Linked DNA regions of Mus musculus: region 1 is linked to region 2. The links are chromatin contacts, called in public HiCAR-type maps. All regions are on one chromosome and are shown on one strand. The core of a region is the stretch at or near the end of the contact, and the rest is flanking DNA. Distances in the headings are between cores, read along the strand shown.

Region 1 (6,956 bases), core at 1,406-3,905, 340 kb before region 2:
ATTATCTTCAGACCCTCTAAATTCACTATATCATCATTTTGTAGACACCTGTTGGCAATGACAGACACTGATACCAAGGAATGAAGGAATGTTTAGTGATCCAAACCTGTGTGTCCTAGTAATGTCAGAAGATACACCCATACAGTCTCACGAACAGTAAGGTGTAAACCTGACCTGAATAATACTGACATACATAGACACACAGAAGTAGATAGGTAAAGAACACGAGGCCTCAACCCTACACAGAGCTAGAGGTAAATAAGGAATATTCAGAGTGGGAGGAAAATCTTCCCTAAGGAAGAGCCCTTTTATAGGTTATCCAATACTAAATGGCTGGCCATCACACACACACACACACACACACACACACACACACACACACACACACACACACACACACTATTAAACAGACTAAGCAGGTTATATTTAGAAATATGTGTGTGTATACATATATGCATGTAACAACAATCAATGACAAAAGAGGCTATGAATTTGAGAGAGCAAGAAGGGATATATGAGAAGGCTTGGTGGGAGAAAAACAAAGGGAGAAATGATGTACTTATATTATAACCTCAAAATTAAAAGAAAAGAAAAAAAGTAGACCCTTAGGATTTTCTTCTAGTCGCCCTCAACACCTCCTCTAACACAGGATTCCTCTCTACAATCTCATATCAAGGTAAGGGTCACTGGCTCTGTGGAGGCTGAGAGGCGTCCAGATTTCCAGGGAGGTCTCCAGTTGAGTGGGGGCAACCTTTGTGAGACTGGAACTTTGAGACGTCTTGGATTCTCTGTGGAAATGATTAACTGCCGGTGGTGCTGTTCACCCCCTCTCCTTGTACGATTTATTTAGAATCACATGGGAAGAGAGTCTCAAGGACAGACTGTCTAATATGTTGGCCTGTGGGGATTATCTTGCTTACATAAACCAAAGTAGGAATACTTGTTTATGGTGGGTGTCACCATTCCCTAGCAAGGGACTTCTGAACTGAGTGAGTAGTCAGAGTGAGCAGACTATCAGCAAGCAATCATGCATTCTTTGCTCTCTTTCCCCAATTACAAACGTGATGTGACCAGCTTTCCTTACTGTGACCTCTGCTAAATACTCCCCCTCCCCCATGATGGTTGTAACCTGGAACTGTGACATGTCTTCCTTCCCTAAGCTGCTTTTGTCAGGGTACATTTATTACAGCAACAGCAAATGAAAGTCAGGTATCTGGATATTTGGGTGCTGTTTCTACAATGGGGCTGTAGGAATGGATGGACAATGCTGTACTGTAGGGAATAAGAAATCCTTCATCCCATGTCCCGACTCTCAGGGAATCTCTTTTTCCTATATATTCTCCAGTGGAAGCTTTCATCCATGTTCCTTGGACAATGGCATTTAATCTTCTGGGTTGCCACGGTGACTCTGCAGGATACTCATTACTGCTGCCCTCCCAAGGGACTTGTAGTGCATGACACCAGACTCTGGGCCCCTTCACTTGACGTAATCTGATTCTGGGATGACTTTAGATATGTTTTCCACTGTAGCACTGGGAGCTAACTCCCTTTATGTACCAAGCTCTAACCCAGTAGTCTGACATAGTTGTTCCATTCTAATCCTTAGCATATGCATCAGAAAAATGCATGGAAGATGTCCCTCATCACAGGCAGAGAACTGCTCTGTAGCCAAGAGGGAGGAGACACTTCCGCATGGCCTAGATGTTGGAACATATTTTCACCCCAGTACCAGAAACCCTCTGGGTCCAGAACTTACATGGCCGGCTGTGAGGTCCCATCTCTCACACCACTCCATGGCTCAGGGGCCTCAGGAGGTGCAAAGCGCAGTGGTCCTACAGGAGGCTTGGCAAAGGGGATCCCCAGGAAGTTATGGGCTCCAGCTTTGATGTCTGTCAAGTGGACAAACTTGCCTCGGACCTGTCCAGTATGTGTGTTTCTGATGGGGCTGGCCTCTGATGAGTCAAGACCTGTTGGCGAGATATCATCCGGGTTAGTTTTCTGGAATCACTTGCCTGGGTAAGTCGTGGAATTTCCCATTTTGTTATTATCAGAGCTCACAGGAAGGGAAGCCAGGGTTCCTCAATTCAGCTGTAACAGCTCCCCTATGCCCCAGGCCCAGGAACCTTTCCTAGTACCCCTTTGAAGGGTGTCACAGCATTTCTCTGGCCAAAGAGGTCACACACTCAGAGCCATTTGGCAGCCCGGAGGTGTTATTGTTATGATTACCCAAAGTTAGGAACAGTCACAGCCACACATAGATGTGGGAAATGCCCCTTTTGCTCTTCTCCTGACCTTCAGGTCCAGCTCCTTGGAGCCCTTTACACTGGGCTGGATCCTCAGCAGGCAGTAGTCTTCGACAGCTCTGACCCCCAGTGTGCTATGGCGCCCACTCTATGAATTTTAGTGGGTGCATTGGGTGGCTCACATTCCTCATGCTTTCATCTGTCACCTGGATGAACTCCTCCCTCCATGGTGCCTTCTTCCCACAAGCTCAGCCTCTGACTGACCTGGGCTGCTCTGACCCTGCTCCCCACCACCCCACTTAGGGAGTCTCACCCTTCACATGGAGGAGGAGAACCAGGAGCCCACAGGCCGCAGCATCCAGCCATCCAGGAAGTCTGTGCACTGGCATGATCGGCTCCCAGGCCTGAATCTGTTCCTCAAGAACTGAAAGCAGAATATATAGGCCTTGCCCAGACAGGACCAAAAGGAATGTAGGTGGGACAGTCCGTGGGGTGGGGCAAAGTTTTTTTCTTCCTGACAACTAAACGCAGAAATGACAGGAGACAATCAGTGACCAGCTGTAGGAAAAACACACCTCTGCAGTTTCTGCTCCTTGGCCTCTTGGGGAGGCACAGATGGCTTCTGTGCTCTGCAGTTCTTCTGAGATATCAGGAGCTCTGTCTTCAAACCCAGATCCACCATGACCACTGTTCTTGTGCTCACTGGCAGAGGTCAGTGCTGTTGCAGAGGTCAGGGGACAAAACGCTGTAACAGGAGAAATCGGGGGGTGGGGGGCTTCTCTGAGTAGGCAAATATGGAAGATGCTATAAATGGATAGAAGCTCAATGGCTGGAGCTCAGAACACCATGACCATTACAGTGATCTTAGGACTTCCATGGACTGCTCCCAGAAATCCTGGCTATGTCATTGAAACACTGGAATGTTGGCACTTCTTAGTCACATTCATTCCATCTCTATACTGTGTCTCCTCTGGTAGCTAGCTCCTGCACAGATCAACACACAGTCCTTTATTTACTTGGGAAACACTTTTTAAACCATTTTCTTATTGTTTGTTTGTTCATTTAATTATTTACTTATTGTGTGTGTGTGTGTGTGTGTGTGTGTGTGTGTATGTGTGTATGTAGGTGCGTGAGTACTCACATGCCATGACATGAACGTGAAGGTCACAAGGTAAGTTCTGGGAGTCAGTTCTCTCATTCCATCATGTTGACGTGGGGGATCCAACTCAGATCTTCAGGCTTTGTTGAAAGTCTCTTTACCCATGTAGGCACCTGGCCACCCATCACCTCCACTTGACAACAAGTGACATTTCATGGCTCCAGTAGTGATGAGAGTCTGGGCTCTCAGAGCCTATGAAGAAGCTGGAGACACAGGCTTCTAAACAGTTTCAGAATCTTAGAGAACCCTGGTGACTACAGGATGACTACATCCGTGACTACAGGATGAAGAGTTCCCACCTAGCTTGGTTTGATTTCCAGGAGGAAGTGGTGCAGAGATCCATACCAGACAGCCTTGAGTTCCCTCTGAGAACTGATTTTGGCTCTCACTTTCCCATCCCCAACAGTTTAGGGATTCACAGTTGGGAGTGGCAGGACTTCTTTCTTTGGTTCTTTTCTGGCTCCTCTGACATGAAACAGTCATGGCTTCCCCTGCCTCCTTCCAATCTGCAAGTCCTGCTTTTGATTCAATATTATCCTTACAATGCACTCTTGTTCAATCTGTGGTTTCAGCCCTTCTTGCCAAATGCTTTTCCTTCTTCAGTTCTATAACCAAATGAAATGCTTGCTCATGGGGTCCTGAGAAGTCCCCAGTTTCTCTAAGATCGAGGTCAAGGAACCAATTTTTTTATGCCTCCTGGGACATCCTGGTACTTCTTATTCCCAAACCATTTTAACTCAGCTTAGAAAAATCCATATGCACTGCCTCTTACAGTACCGCCATTCAGAGGCCCAGTGTTAATGATGGTTAAGACCATAGTAAAGATATGGAATAAAGATGGCATTGGAGGGAAGCAGAATTGAGAAGTGAGCAAGAAATAAAGAGAGAGGGGGGGGGAGGGAGAGGGAGAGGGAGAGGGAGAAGGAGAGAGAGAAACAGAGTCTCAAAAATTCATCATAACACATGCAATGATACATCATCCATACCCATTCAGTTGAATCAGAGGTAATTCCCATTGGGCCAAGTGCTGGCTAGGATTAGGAGCCATGTATCTATCTCCTCATACATGGCTGGAGAAGATGTGAAATGATATAGTCACTATAGGAAACAGTTTGACAGTTTCTTTAGAAGTTAAACACACCTATTCTATCTACTCCCAAGTCTTTAACCCAAAGAAAAGAAGGCAGCAATCACACACACACACACACACACACACACACACACACACACACACACACACACACACTAAAACAGATTGAAAAAGTTCATAAAAGACTCCTAGTCCATGATAGAACCTCCAGGGCTCTGATGTTTCCAAATTATATGCAACTGCCAAACTTTAGCATTAGAAAGTTGTTGCCTAGGAGCAGAGACTAAGTAATGATTTACATAGGATCTGAAGAAAACTTTTTTCCCATAAAAGAAGTAGTCTTATAGCTCCTATTTTTAGGCAAAATGTGTCCATCTATGCTGGAAAATGGGCAAATTTGGTAGCATAGAAATCATTAAACAAAAAAATTAAAAAATAGTATAGCTACTGAAATTCTAAAGGCCATTTTGTGAAGTGTCTGTATGTCCACAGAAATGGGGACCTCACAGATGCATGTGTGCAGCAGGAGCTCAGTAACCCCGCAAGTTCCCAGGACAAGTATTAGCCTCAGTTCTTCTGCACTCAAAGGAAGGGTTCTTCTCTGCTCAGCTACTGAGCCAAGGCTAAAGGATATTTTCAATTCTTTTCTGTCCCCTGGTGTTCAGAGAGAGGAATACAAAAACCATCACTTGGACGATGGTGTACTGTGGTTAGTCTTCAACAAAGTGAATTGAAAAAGGAGGACTTTTCCAACCTAAGAAAATTGTACCCCAGTGGGGCAAGGTGGGCACAGGTAGAGATATAAGGCAGTGCCAGGGTCTAGAGAATGAAGGAACCAACCTCTTTATGATGGAAGGAAAAAGCTTTGGAAGAACCCAGGGGTTAATGGAATACATTTTTGTAACCTTTGCAAAGAGACATAAAGCATGAGAGTTTAGGGACAACACTAAGGTAAGAATAAAAAAGAAATCACAGGAGATAAAATAGTTGTCATGCCAGAAGGACCCAGGAGGGCTCCTGGGACATATGTGCCCCTCCACATGTGGACTTGCTCAGAGGTCAAACAGGGATCTCTGTTATGGGATGTTTCTGGACCTTCTGATACCACACCCCACTTCTAGGACACACCTGACAGACACATAGTTTCCAGATGTCCTAAGCATGCAAATGTGAATATCATAGCATTTCCTGACTGCGATAATGAGAACAAACTTTAGCAGACAGGAACACAGACACAGATAGAGACACAAGACTTACAGACAGATTGATGGACACACACACACACACACACACACACACACACACACACACACATTTCAGCTCTGCTAATGAAGATTTCTAGACCCACTTCTCTTTGAAAAAAAAATTGTGCCACTCAACACTTGGGAAAGGTACAGATGAATTGATTATCTTGAATGCCAAGTTGCATTATATGTTGAAACCCAATCTATAATGTAGTAAAATTAAGAGTTGGAGCTGTTAGGAAGATATCAAATCATGAGCACCATTGTTTATCTCTTATATTTTATGAGAACATAAGGTAAAATCTTCAGTCCAGAGAGCTATCCTTGTTACACAGCAGGTCTACTGTCATCTTGGCTCTAGGACTTCTTTGTCTTTAAAACTGAACGTATTTCATCTGTTTATAAGCTATATAGTATATGACACACACACATATAAAATATACATATACGTGTGGTATATATCTTATCCCATATGACATATATACTCATTTACATATATAATATGTACTATTGAGATGCAGTGCCCATGTAACAAGGGGGTTACTCTTGAAATACTGAGAACATGCAATCCTCCTGTCTCTGTCTCGTAACTGGGACAAAAGCATCAGCCACAGCATCTAATGTGCAGTTTGTGATGATTTTATTATAATCACTGTATTAGGCAGGGGTCCCTAGACTAACAAGACTGATGGAGTACACATGTGCTATAGAAGGGGATTTACTAGAATAGCCTTGTATTTAAGGGGCTGGGTACTCTAACAATGGCCACAGGAAGCCTGAAGACCGTAAGAACCCCAGTTTCTGCTCAGTTTACCAATCTCAATGCTTTCACAGTTGCAATCTGGTATGGAAGGCCTGGAAGCTTCCTAGTGAGTTGCTGGTCTTCATCTCATAATAATGGCTGAAGGCAGCAGCAACAACAGAGATGGACACATTAAAAAAAGTAAGCAAGCTTGAAACATTGGTTTTTAAATATCTCCTTATATGTAGGACACAGTCAAAAGGTGGCATATACTCTGGGGGAGGTTTTCTTTCCATTGGGAATTTTCCTGGAAGTGTCCTTTGAGACCCACCCAGAGGTGAGTTTCTTAGTTGATCTTATCAAATCGACAACCAAGATTAAACATTACCTCAGCTTACAGGTAGTGAAAGATGAGATTAATACAATTTTATTGGCCAGTGTAAGTATGAGAAAACTTGGGACTCACTGAGGAGTAGGC
Region 2 (6,371 bases), core at 2,780-5,279:
ACCATGCCTGGCTCACCCTTGCTTGTGTATCTCCAGACACATCGCTTCCTCCCTCTGAGCCTCAGTTTACCAGTTTATAAAATGAGGTTTCAGAGAGAACTACATTACGTAATTTCAAAATACGTTTGGCAGAGCCAGGCATGCTGTAGGAATATGTATGGCTTTCCCCAGATCTACATGAATGTCTGCAGTCCCACAGTCACTGTCTATAGAGGCACTTGAGGCCCAAGCTTTGGAGAAGTACGGAGAGAGGACCAGATCCAGCACCCATTGGCGTTGTGGGGTCACTGGAGTAAGCTATCGCTGGTTCTGTGATGTAAGGGGTGTCACAGAGGTCTGACTAAGCTGGAGAGGGGAGGGTCTATGCAGTAGGGGGCTAAGCTACCAGCTCTCCCAGGCCCCTTTCAGAAGTGTAGGGCCAGATCAAAGGGAGCCAGCACTGAGGCCCAGGAGTCCGGCTTGAAAAGAATGTAAACACTGAGATATTTTTAAACTTTTTCCAGCCTCAGTGATAGAGCTCTTGAAGCTAGAGGCCCCAAGGTCAATCCAGATCTCACCCCCAAAGAATGAAATAATCTTAGGACCCCAGAGACCCATACACATCTGCACGTACCCCAGAGCTCTAGCTTGGGCCTCGGGGAAGAAAGTTCTTCACACAGTCTCACTTCCAGACCATCTTGCTGCTGTGGGAAGACCTTTCTAGTTTGTACTGTGGGAACCTCAGAGGGGAGACTAAGCTTGGGAGCCTTTGATGGCCCTGCCACTCTATCAAGGCCCATGGCACGTGTGAGCCTGTGAGTGTGTAAGTGTGGGCATGGTCTTTTAGGTGTGGTCCGAGAATGTGTCAAAATATGCAAGGAACCCATATCTTATCCCTTCTCTTCCCTTAGCATCCCCAGCTGCCTCCCTGGAACCCTGGGGGTTGGTGGATAACTTGAAGGACAGAAGGCAGGCCTGAGGGTCAAGGGGGAAGGGTCATCTGAGGATGAGACGATGACACAGCAAGAGACTGGGGAAGAGATGTGGAGTAGGACAGGTTGCTGGTCTGTGCTGAGAGAGTTATAGAGACTACTGATGAGAGGACTTAGGGACTTGGATGTCTTAATTATGATCAGGTGTCACAGCAACTCAGAAATGAGGGAACAAGGCTTCCTGGATCTCCCCCATTTCCATGTCCCAACTATAGTGACCATGTGTTCCATGACTACAGACTCTTCCCTCAGAGCCATGTGGTCCTTACATTCTTGCAGGAGTGTTACAGGAGACTCATGCAGAGGTAAAAACGTGATGTACATCTTTACCCTGTGGTCATAAATGAGGAACTCCTCCATGTGAGACACAGGGATCCTAGACTATCTGAATCCCCACAGGCTAGAGTGGGTGTTGTCAAACACGTTCAGAAGCTAAACCGAGTTTTCATTAAAAGGGACCCTAGCCCAAGGAGATGACCCAGCTAGCGGTCACTCCGACCTTATCGAATGCTGTGCCACTTTGTCCCGAGAGAGGCAGCATGCAGCGCTAGGGCACACAGCTCCCCTGTGGAGGCTGAGGCACACAGTGTGGCTTCAGCTGCCTGATCCTCCTCTAGAGCCGTGGGAGCTGAGACCGAAGCTGGCGGCACTTTACCACATGTGGAGACTTTGGGCATGGGGCAACAGGCAGCTGGGTGCAGTTGGTGCTGGTGATGAAGGGACTGAGGAGATGCCCTGTGTGTCCCCTCACCAAGCTATGCTATTCTTGGTCACTTGGTGATGGCAGCAAGGACAGAGATAGTGACCAGTGGGAGAGAGTCATGAGCACAGGTCCCTTATCTGACACGTTCCCTGGAAACTTGGCAGGGGCAGCCCGGCTTGGGAGGCCCAGGCGGAGGGGGAGCAGGTGGTCACACATGATGGATGGGGGCTGGGTTCTCTGCAGCAGCTGCCTCTCCTACAGCAAAGCAAAGTCTCTCAGAACTGACTGGGACTTTCCAATGGGATTTGTTTCTATGTAATCTTCGTTCCATACCCATCCTACCCAGAGCTAGCCTCCTTGGTCCCCATCACAGAGACTTTGCCTCTTCGGAGGACAGGTTTGCTAGCTCAGTGAGGGGATTGCCTCCAGAGAACAGCTCTGGCCTGGGTGCCATGGTCTTGCCTGCTTCCTAGCTGTGAGACCTTTCTTAGGAAAGGCATTTGAGTTTGGGGTTGGAGCGGGCGTTGTTTGTTTATTTGTTGAGACAAGGTCTCATTTATTCCGGGCTGGTCTCACATTCTCAACGAAGCAGAGAATGACGACCTTAAATTTCTAATTTTCCTTCCTCTGTCTTCTAACAGGTGGGATTACAGGTCTGTGTTACCATGCCCAGGTTATTCACTGCTGGGGATGGAACCCAGGACTCTCTGTACAGCAGGCAAACACTCACCAACAGAGTGATACCTCTCTTTGAGTCTGAGTTTCAGCTTCCTCATCCCTTTCCTGGGTTGCTATGTGGATGGCAGCATCAAACAGTTGGGAAAGAAAGTTAGATGTGCAACTTGTATAGGTGTGCGTGTGTGTGTGTGTGTGTGTGTGTGTGTGTGTGTGTGTGTGTGTGTATACATGCATATGTGCTCATGTGTGTGGACTGGGATGGAGAGAGGAAGTCTATGGGCCCCCACCTTTGGAAACTCCCACCCATGGATTTTCCATTGGCACGTCCGCACCCTCTCCCCCAAAATAGGCCCTGCAAGCCGAGGGCGACAGTGCCCAGACTGAGGGGGCTTTTTTTAGCCGCCCTTTGGTTGTCAGCTCTTGAGCAGCTGCTATTTCCAGCCCCAACGCCTAGGGGAGTAGGGCCAAGTGGACTGAGGCTCACTCCCTGGCTGGCTTTCTGACAGTATCCCCAGGAGGCCAGCCTGGCTTGTTGATACCCTGCCCTACAGCAAGATGTTTGCGGGCAGAGGGCTCAGCATCCACCTCCAGAAAGCTGCAGATATTGCAAAACCCAATCACATTTACGGAGCTCATCCCAAGGACCACGCCCATTCTCCATCCAGAGGAGAACACCTGTGATGCTCGCTGAGATGGTACAAAAGGGTAGACACCTAGTTGGCTTTAAATGAGGTGCTGGTGGGCAGCTACTAATATTGTTGTTACTATAGCTACAGCCACTCTAGTTTTTGTTACGGTAACTTTCTAAGAGTCAAGTTTTCTTCCAGTGTTTTGTTTGTTTTTGTTTTTGAGATAAGAGAGACTTGCTTTCTCTGGGGTTTTGAACTCTTAACTGGTCCACCTTAGTCTCCCAGCGATGTGATTCCATCATTCCAGCCATTTATCATCATGCCCAGCTTCCTTCTGGTCTTTCTGTCTGAGCACCTTTCCTTGAGGGACTCGGGACATAACTTCCTTCTCTGTAGAAATGTACACATCTATTAGTAGTAAGGGGACCCATGGGGTGCCCTGCATGTCTATGAACTGCCCGTCCTCTATAAATACTTCTGGGGTCCATAACTCATTGGTTATGAAGCACTTGCCCTCTAGAAGTTCATTTGAGTGTGCTCGCAATCTCTGTCGCCTCCTCTAATACCATTAGACACTGTCCCCAAAGCATCCCAACACCCTAAATTCTGAAAGTCAAATTCTAAGTGCTAACTCTCCAAATGGCCTCTGGATTACAGAATCTTATAACTAGATTAAAGGGGGGGAGCTACACAGAAGAATTTCTAACTGTTCAAGTGCATAAGACATTGGACATCAAGGACGAATAAGATGTCCTAAGATCTCTGGCCGTGGTGTGCTTGGACATAGAGGTATAGAGTGTGTTGGGGTAATAGGCTGTAAGGATTCTGGGAAGGGGCTAGGGCAGGGAAAGAAAAGGAGTGTGGCTGAGCCAGGCCTTTCTCTTCTAGTCGGGGTCATTTCCCAGTAGGGCAGCAAGATCACTTGGGGCTAAGGCCACATGATCCAGTATGTCCCAAGTGGTTACTGCACAAGGTGAGACTTCCTTGTTACCCGAAGGATAAAAATAGGTCCCAGGTGATGGCCTGCAATCCATGCCCAGAACCACCAGGGCTATTTTGGTGACAGGCACTGGGCCAGGCTAGGACCTTGGTCAAGAGGCACTGGGCTGGAAGTGGCATCCTCAGCTTGTGGGCACACTGCCCTTTGGGGACTTCTAAGTAGGAATGGGAGAGTGGTGCCATGTGCCATCAGTAGGTAGGGACTCTAACCCTGGTGCAGAGACATGGCTTCAGCCAAGCCATATGGTATCTTAGAGTTCCCACCTCCTTCTCAAACAATATGAAGCTCCAATCCCTGCTTTTAGAATGGCTGAAAGAATCGGTGAGGTCAATAGATAGCGCTCTATAGATGTGTCAGTCCAGAGCCCAGTGCTCAGAGACAGAGAGGGCAAGGGGCTTGCCTGAGTGGCCCAGCAACAGAAAGGGCTCCACTCCTCCACTTCTGAAGGAGTGGGAACCAGGCACAAAGCACACTACTAAAAATGCATGTGGGGATTTTCCAGGAACAACTCCATCCAACCAGAGAATTCTGTTCCCAACCCTGCTGCCCTAAACCCAGGCTAAGGAAACCCTCCAGCCCATTCTGGTTCTGACAAGCTTCAGTTCCTTGTCTACTAAGCCCAGGTTAAGGTGCCTCATGCCATATTCTCTAGCTTTGTATGCTGGGGCCTAAGAGGCTCAAAACTGCTGGCTGCCCCTGAAGGACCTGGCACAGATTAGGACTGAGCATGGCACAGAGCAACACTGAGCACACACAGTTGGTCTTCTCCTGAAACCTATAACATCACAGCCTTCCCTTTTTTCCTTCATTCAACATGTATTAGAACTGTTCCTAGATGCAAGCCCTGGCTTCGGGTGAGCATTGATAAACTGGCATGCTGGATGCAGACTTGGGAACAGCTGGTACTTGACTTGGCTCAGGATTGGAGTATTGAGAAAGGTAACTAGAGGGCTGGAGAGATGTCTCAGCAATTAAGAGCACTGATTGCTCTTCCAGAGGTTCTGAGTTCAATTCCCAGCAACCACATGGTGGCTCACAACCTTCTGTAATGGGATTGGATGCTCTCGTCTAGTGTGTCTGAAAACGGCTACAGTGTACTTACATAAAATAAATAAACAAATCTTAGCAAGGGGGAAGGGTAGGTGAACAAGCTAGGAAATGTCTCAGAGAAGCTCAAAGACTAAGACTACGATTTCCTCAAGGCTGTAACTTGGGTCTTCGGTGGCCTGGCTAGAGAGGCTCAGGAGAGAGTGAACTGAACCTAATTATACACTGACTCAGACTTGAACCTTGATCTCTCCCAAGCCCAGACCTCTTCCCTCCCCATCTACCCCTTGCAGGATTAGAGCCCAAACAGAGATCCTTTAGGGGAGAACCAGGCTGGACAAGTGGAATCCCCAAATACAGGTGTTAGAGGAACTGCCAGGGCTGTAGCTCTGCTCTTAGCAAGGTGACTTTTCACCCACAAAATTCACTATCTACCTACATAGGCTCCTAAAGAGCTTCAGGACACCTAGCTCCAATAGCTGCAAAGTTCTTGCTGGGTCCCCATTGGACCATGCCTCCACCTGCCTCTGCCACTCTGTTTCAACTTAAGCCTCAGCCCCTTCCAGCTTTGGCCATCATCTCCACAGTGAGGAGGGGCCTCACGGCCAATCCCTGAGGCCGGCGCCAAGGTTTATGAGCCAGTGCAGAAGTCTCTGAGAGCCATATGGGTGGAAAAAGTTACCCGGGTCTAAATCAGCCAGCCTTAGAATGATCTCATCCCCTTCCCAAGATAGTCTCACTCCCCTCCCCCACTGCTAGCCTGGCCAATGGGGTAAGCCACGAGGGAGCTGGTGGAGGAGAAAGCAGGAGGGACTGGAGGATTTCAACTTGGGGTCGCACTGAATATTCTGTTGATCTCCCATCGAGCTACTTATTTATAATATCTTCCATAAAGTTCAGCAGTCGTCATGGTTGCTTTTCACAGTCACATTTAAAGCCTGCTGAAACGGCTGTTTCAGGGTCTGTGTCTTGTGCTGGGTGAAGCCACGTCAACACTGTTCCTCTCTTACAAACACCAATGCCATGACCATTTTTGTTCAAATCCCTTGCCTGTCCCTCCCTCTATCCCTCCCTTCCTCCCTCCCTCTGAATAAATGTTCACAGGTGTTGGGTAGAAGAGCAAGCCTCACTGTGTGCCTAAGGGGTTCTGGACTCATCTCCAAGTCAGAGATGCCAGACCCAGGGACAAGATGAGGGGACTGAATCAGAGACCAGGCAATACCATGGGATCAGTAAAGAGAGGCAGACCCAGGTCTCCTGGCCCCTCTTGCTTGCTGGAGGCACACAGTCCCTGGCTTGCACATGCTCTCCTAGACTGAAAGGCCCAGCTGGCTGGGGATACA

Evidence for each region. HiCAR-type assays count read pairs that join an accessible place to other places.
Region 1: a HiCAR-type map of kidney shows a contact between it and region 2, with 2.7 times the contacts expected there. The contact joins the promoter of Ces2f here to the enhancer-like site in region 2. A contact is called at or near these places in 5 of 39 promoter capture datasets (the C10 cell line, Sertoli cells, cranial neural crest and 2 more), 1 of 115 datasets of contacts at active chromatin or transcription factors (kidney) and 2 of 9 other capture datasets (adipose tissue and liver).

What each region holds. Positions count from the first base shown.
Region 1 is chr8:104,943,055-104,950,010 of GRCm38.p6, reverse strand. It overlaps Ces2f (carboxylesterase 2F), which reads right to left and starts at 2,655. Exons shown (of 13, transcript NM_001079865.2): 1 at 2,557-2,655; 2 at 1,757-1,967; 3 at 1-48. The coding sequence starts at 2,632.
Region 2 is chr8:104,605,834-104,612,204 of GRCm38.p6, reverse strand. It overlaps a transcript of Cdh16 not described here. Among named protein-coding and RNA genes, the nearest start is that of Gm51588, 15 kb to the left of the region's middle. RefSeq lists an enhancer at 1-3,768. Within about 2 kb of position 4,029, at least 8 of the 459 cell types and tissues checked have an H3K27ac peak or open chromatin away from gene starts, as enhancers often do. A contact at or near this core is called in kidney, where this site is marked.